2 separate regions of the Sus scrofa genome follow, and region 2 is linked to region 1. Evidence: chromatin contacts called from public Hi-C data. All regions are on one chromosome and are shown on one strand. The core of a region is the stretch at or near the end of the contact, and the rest is flanking DNA. Distances in the headings are between cores, read along the strand shown.

Evidence for each region. A called contact is a pair of places that touch in the nucleus more often than the background predicts.
Region 2: a Hi-C map of liver shows a contact between it and region 1, with 4 times the contacts expected there. The contact joins the promoter of LZTR1 here to the promoter of CRKL in region 1. A contact is called at or near these places in 4 of 47 Hi-C or Micro-C datasets (heart right ventricle, liver and skeletal muscle) and 2 of 2 datasets of contacts at active chromatin or transcription factors (alveolar macrophages and skeletal muscle).

Annotation. Positions count from the first base shown.
Region 1 is chr14:50,527,680-50,530,379 of Sscrofa11.1, forward strand. It overlaps CRKL (crk-like protein), which reads left to right and starts at 1,271. Exons shown (of 3, transcript XM_003132994.4): 1 at 1,271-2,043. The coding sequence starts at 1,733.
Region 2 is chr14:50,575,117-50,577,816 of Sscrofa11.1, forward strand. LZTR1 (leucine-zipper-like transcriptional regulator 1) reads left to right here and starts at 1,297. Exons shown (of 21, transcript XM_003132997.4): 1 at 1,297-2,226; 2 at 2,660-2,700. The coding sequence starts at 1,592. It overlaps AIFM3 (apoptosis-inducing factor 3), which reads left to right. Exons shown (of 20, transcript XM_021074038.1): 20 at 811-1,157. The coding sequence ends at 850.

The DNA.
Region 1 (2,700 bases), core at 21-2,520:
CAGTGGAAACGAATCCAACTAGTAACCAGTGAGGTTGTGGGTTTGATCCCTGGTCTCTGGCATTGCAGAGAGCTGTGGTGTAGGTAGCAGACATGGCTCGAATCCTGCATTGCTATGGCTGTAGCATAGGCTGGCAACTGTAGCTCCTATTCAACTCCTAGCCTGGGAACCTCCATATGCAGCCCTAAAAAGCAATAACAATAATAATAATAATAAATATGGCATGATGGTACCGACAGTGATCATTCTGAAATCAGAGAAACGATAAATAACTATGTTGTGTACCAGGAACTAATACAGTGTTGTATGTAAATTTCCAGGCAAGGGATTGAATCCCAGCCACAGTTGTGGCTGGATCCTTTAACTCATTGCCCCAGCTGGGGCTGGAACCCGCACCACTGCAGAGATCCAAGCCGCTGCAGTAGGATTCTTTAACCCACTGCGCAACTGCAGGAACTCCATTAATTTTTTTTCTATTTCTTTAATTCTGCACCTATATGTACGTTCAATAAACTTACTGTGACAATCATTTCAGTATGTAAATCAAAACATTATTCTTTGCATCTTAAACTTGTACGTGCTGTGTGCCGATTATAGCTCAATAAAACTGGAAGAAAATAAATATACTAGAAATGGAAATATATATATTTCCATATATATTTATAAATGTTTGACATGGAGCGATTCAGTCCAAGCCGAGCACACAGGAGAGCACCGGGACCTGAAAACCTGCTGAGTCACGAAGGCAGCGGACCAAGGCGCTGCCCGAGTTCACCCGGGAGCGGACACCACCCAGCCCCTACGGCGTGGGATGGGTTCACCCCGGCGCGAACGGCCCCGTGGGCCGGAGCACAGGGCTCTAGGTACAGGTTCGGACACGCCTTCCCCTCCTTCCAGCCCGGGGAATGCTCCCCGCAGCCATTCATTCCACCCGCGAGGTCGGCGCTGCGCTAGCCCCGCGGGGAAGGCGGTGGACCGAACCCCATCCAGGGCATGTGGCAGCAGCCCGAGGGGCGGCGGCTCCGCGACCCCTCCACTCAGCAGAAGCCCGCCCGCTTCGCTTTGTTCCCAGAGCGGGTCTCAGAGACGCCGCTCGTGCGCCGCCCCAGCCGCTTCCCGGCAGCTCCCCAGGCTGTCCAAGAAGAGTGCCCGGCGCGCGGGAACGCGCACGGGCGCCGCGCGCCCCGCCCGTATGCCTGCGCTCCCGATTGGCCGCTCCGCCTGACGTCACGGGGAGGGCCCCGGCGACCGCCGGGGGTTGGCCCTGCGCGTGCGCAGACCGGGAGCGCAGATCGGAGGGGGAGGTGGCCGGCCGCTTCTCCCGCGTCCGCCATTTTGTTGCTGTGGCTCTTGGGAGCGGGCTGGGTGAAGTGGCCCTGGCGGCGCGGCGCTGCGCTCCTGAGGGTCCTGTACTTGGCGTAGCCGCGGGTTAGGTGCGGAGCTTCGGGGGCGGAGGCCGGTGCGCGCCGGGTCAGGAGTGACCGGAGGCTCCCCAGGAGGCCTCCTCTGCCTTCGGCTTCGCCGCCGCGACCCGGGCTGGGCCCGCGCCTCCAAGCCGCTCCGTTGGTGAGGCGGCCGCGGGGCAGGCGGGCGGCGCGGAGGATGCTGCGGGCCCGCGGCCGGGAGGAAGGCCCGCGCTCGGCCCCGTAGGAGCGGGGAGCCAGAGGCCCGGCCGCCGCCGACTCGGGCGGAACGTCCAGCGCAGGCAGAACAGCCGCCCGTCCGCCGCACCATGTCCTCCGCCAGGTTCGACTCCTCAGACCGCTCGGCCTGGTATATGGGGCCCGTGTCTCGCCAGGAGGCGCAGACCCGGCTCCAGGGCCAGCGCCACGGAATGTTTCTGGTCCGCGATTCGTCCACCTGCCCCGGCGACTACGTGCTGTCGGTATCCGAGAACTCGCGGGTGTCCCACTACATCATCAACTCGCTGCCCAACCGCCGCTTCAAGATCGGGGACCAGGAGTTCGACCACCTGCCGGCCCTGCTGGAGTTCTACAAGATCCACTACCTGGACACCACCACCCTCATCGAGCCAGCGCCCAGGTACGCGGGCGGGGCGTGGTGTGGGTGGGCCCAGATCCCCGCCTTCTGAACCGCGTTGTTCTCCATAAGGCATTCCGAGCGGAAGGTAGTGTCAGCGTCTGGGTCGCTGCGGATAAGGGGGTGCATTTGAAATGTATTGAACTGTGGGTGCATCGTTAAAAATGGGCGCTTTTTGCGTCGTCTAAGTTTCATGGTAAAGCAGGATTTTGTTGTTTCTGAAACATTTTTTGGGACACAGACTGAAGATAGGCTTGGCGCCACCCGGCCCCCCCACAAGCGCGCGCCCGCGCGCGCACACACACCCACAAGTTGCACACCTTTCAAGGTCTTGTCTCTGAACTCCAGGTGAGGAACTCCTGGACTGCAGCCTTTGGAACACCACACGACAGATGAAAATGATTTACCATTTAGAAACAGTATCTTTAACTGAAATATTAACTGAAATATCAGAACTGTATCCTGGTGTTAATTTGAAATAAGCCTGGCACCTATTTTATAATACGTTAGTTAACAAAGATTTTGAAAGAGGGTGCATTGGCTTCAACGAGGACTTTTTTTTTTTTAATTAACAGCTTTTCCCCAAGTTGGACCATTAATAAACTAGAAATACATTTGGTTAAATCTCCAAGGAGGAATAAGGCTAAAATATTACTAAGG
Region 2 (2,700 bases), core at 47-2,546, 47 kb after region 1:
TCTTGGGGAAAGGGGAAAAAGTCCCCTGAGGTGCTGGCTCAAGCTCCCTCCACAGCCCTCGAGGGTCCTCCCCCTCTCCACTTGGCCACCTCAGTCTCAATCAGTCTCAGGCTCCCAGAACGATGGCCTGGTGTGGGGCAAGGCTTATGGTTTGGGAGTGGGCTGGTTATTTGTGCTCTTGGGGGATAGAAGGGAAAGAGGCCGTGTCCAAGGGCAAAGCCAGTGCTGTGTGGATGGGTCAAGACTCACTGCTTGGGCAGTCACTGGGGCCGGGACACCCCATTGAACATGGCTGAACTCAATTATAGGGCAGCAGGATGTGGCTTGTGTTGCTTCTGGGGCACCCTGCACAGAGGTGGGGGATGGTTGTTCAGGGTCTGTCCAGTGAGCCACTGGACACCAGTCATTACTCTCATCTGGGCATGGTGCCAATGGGAGTCACCCTGTGGACTCCACCCGCCTATAGAGAACCCCCAGGACTGAGGAAGCCCTGGAGGCCATGAGATGGGGTCAGGGGAGGAGGCTCAGGCTGGAAACATGGAGAACCAAGTGGGGACATGGTGAATGACATGATGTCTCCCCAGCCTTCTCTGTCTTTCCCTCTTGCCTTCGCAAAGACTGTTTCTGCTGCACAGCAAGTACGTACATCCCCTCTTCCCTCTGAGCCTTCCCCACCTGCCCAAGTACACACCCCTGCTGGGTGCCAGGGCCTTGCACAGCCCTCTTCTGTCTTCAAGGTCCAGCTGCTCACGGTGCCCCGTGGGGAGCCTGCTCCCTCCTGCTCTCACTCCTCCTCCCTCATTCCTGCAGGACCGGCGACATGTCCTGGCTCACAGGGAAAGGATCCTGAACTTGCATGCAGCGGACTCGGGCAGGCATGCTGGGGTCCCAGGGACAGAGGCCAAGCCAGGGGGGCAAGTGCCAACCTCCAGTTCCCCAGGATCCTCCAGGGCAGAACCTGAGCCCTCCCAGTGTTTGGCTTCAGCTGCCTGGTTCCCCTCCAGAGAGGCCCCAGTGGCCTCCAGGAGAAGCTCACCACCCAAGGCATCCAGTGGCATTGATAGGCCTGCCCTCCTATCCCTCTACTGGGACTGGTTCCCTGTAGGACCCTGTGACATGTTAGACAGTATCTTAACATTAAAACACACACATTTGCAGATCTGTGTGACTTCCACTGTAATTGGGCAAACTCCCCCAAGGGAGAAAGCAGATGATGGGGAGACAGGCATGACCAGAGACCACAGAACACCCAGTGTTTCACCAAGGAATTTTGGCCCAGAGGAGATAGCAACTGATTCTGCCCCATGTCTTGGATCTGGATTTTGAAGAAATGGCACTCCAAGCAGAGGGAAAGCACATGCATAAAGCCCGAGACAGGGAATGCTTCTTCAGAGGACAGTGGGAACTCGCGCTTAGCAGTTGGGGGTGTTTGCCCATTAAGGTTCGAGCAATGAGTCCGGAGACGGACCCAGCCTGAGCTTCCTGAATGCCCATTTCGTAGGTGAAGCAGCTGAAGCTCTGCCAGAGTAGGACCGAGAATCCAGAGCCTCTGTGCACGCAGTCTCCCAGCCAAAAAGAACGCCATGGGGAGATGCGGGGGCCGGGCCAGGGACAGAGCAAGAAGGGGATGGTGGGGCGGCCCGCGGAGGCCACTGCGAGCCCGGAACCCTCCGTCCGGGATCCCGGGCGCGGCGGACGATCGAAACCGAGCCATGCGCACAGGGCATGCTGGGAGCCGCGCCGGGGAAGTGCGGGCCGGGAGGGGTTGTGGCCAGGGCGCCGCGCTCGCTGGAGGGGGAACCGCACGCCCGACCTCCGCGGGAAGCTCTTCCCGGAAGTCTATGCGCTCGCCGCACAATCCGGCCTGCCAAGCCACTGGGTCGGTGAGGCTCTCCCGGAAAAGCGGGCGGCCGGCAGTGCGGCGACGTCGGCCCAAGGCTCGCCGGGAAATGTAGTCTCTCGAAGCAGCCCGGGGCGGTGGCCTCACGTCCAGCGGACCCGGTGGCCCATCGGGCGTGGACCCGGCATGGCTGGGCCCGGTGGCTCGGGGGCCCCGATCGGGGCCGGGGCCCTGGCCGGTGGAGCTCGGTCCAAAGTGGCCCCGAGTGTGGACTTTGACCACAGCTGCTCGGACAGTGTCGAGTACCTGACGCTCAACTTCGGGCCCTTTGAGACAGTGCATCGTTGGCGGCGCCTCCCGCCCTGCGACGAGTTCGTGGGGGCCCGGTAGGCGGGGCGCGGGGGTCCTGGGGGGTGTCTGAGGAGGTCCCAGGCAGGCCCCTGGGCCAGGCTGGGCTGTGGTTTCCTGGGGCGAGACCTGGTGTGTGTTGGGTGAGGTGGGTCCAGGTCCGTGTCCAGGGCAAGGGAGGGGCTCCCGAGGGAGTCTCCGAGTGGGGTGGCCCAGGGCAGAGTATTAGAGTTACATTGTGTCTGTGGGTCTCCAGATGGGGTTCCAGGTGCTCTGCAGTGGGTTGGGAGTGTCAGGAGTCCCCACATGCAGAGTCCTTTAGAATACTGCTGGAATATTGGGGTCTCCATCGATCTTGGCAGTTGAGAGGTGTCATCTGAATTCTTTGGCAGCCCCAGTGCCGAGTCTCATTCTTTGGGTGACCCCTCAGGAGGGTCCTGGCCTCACCACCACCTCCCTCTCTCTTTCCAGGCGCAGCAAACACACAGTGGTGGCCTATAAAGATGCCATCT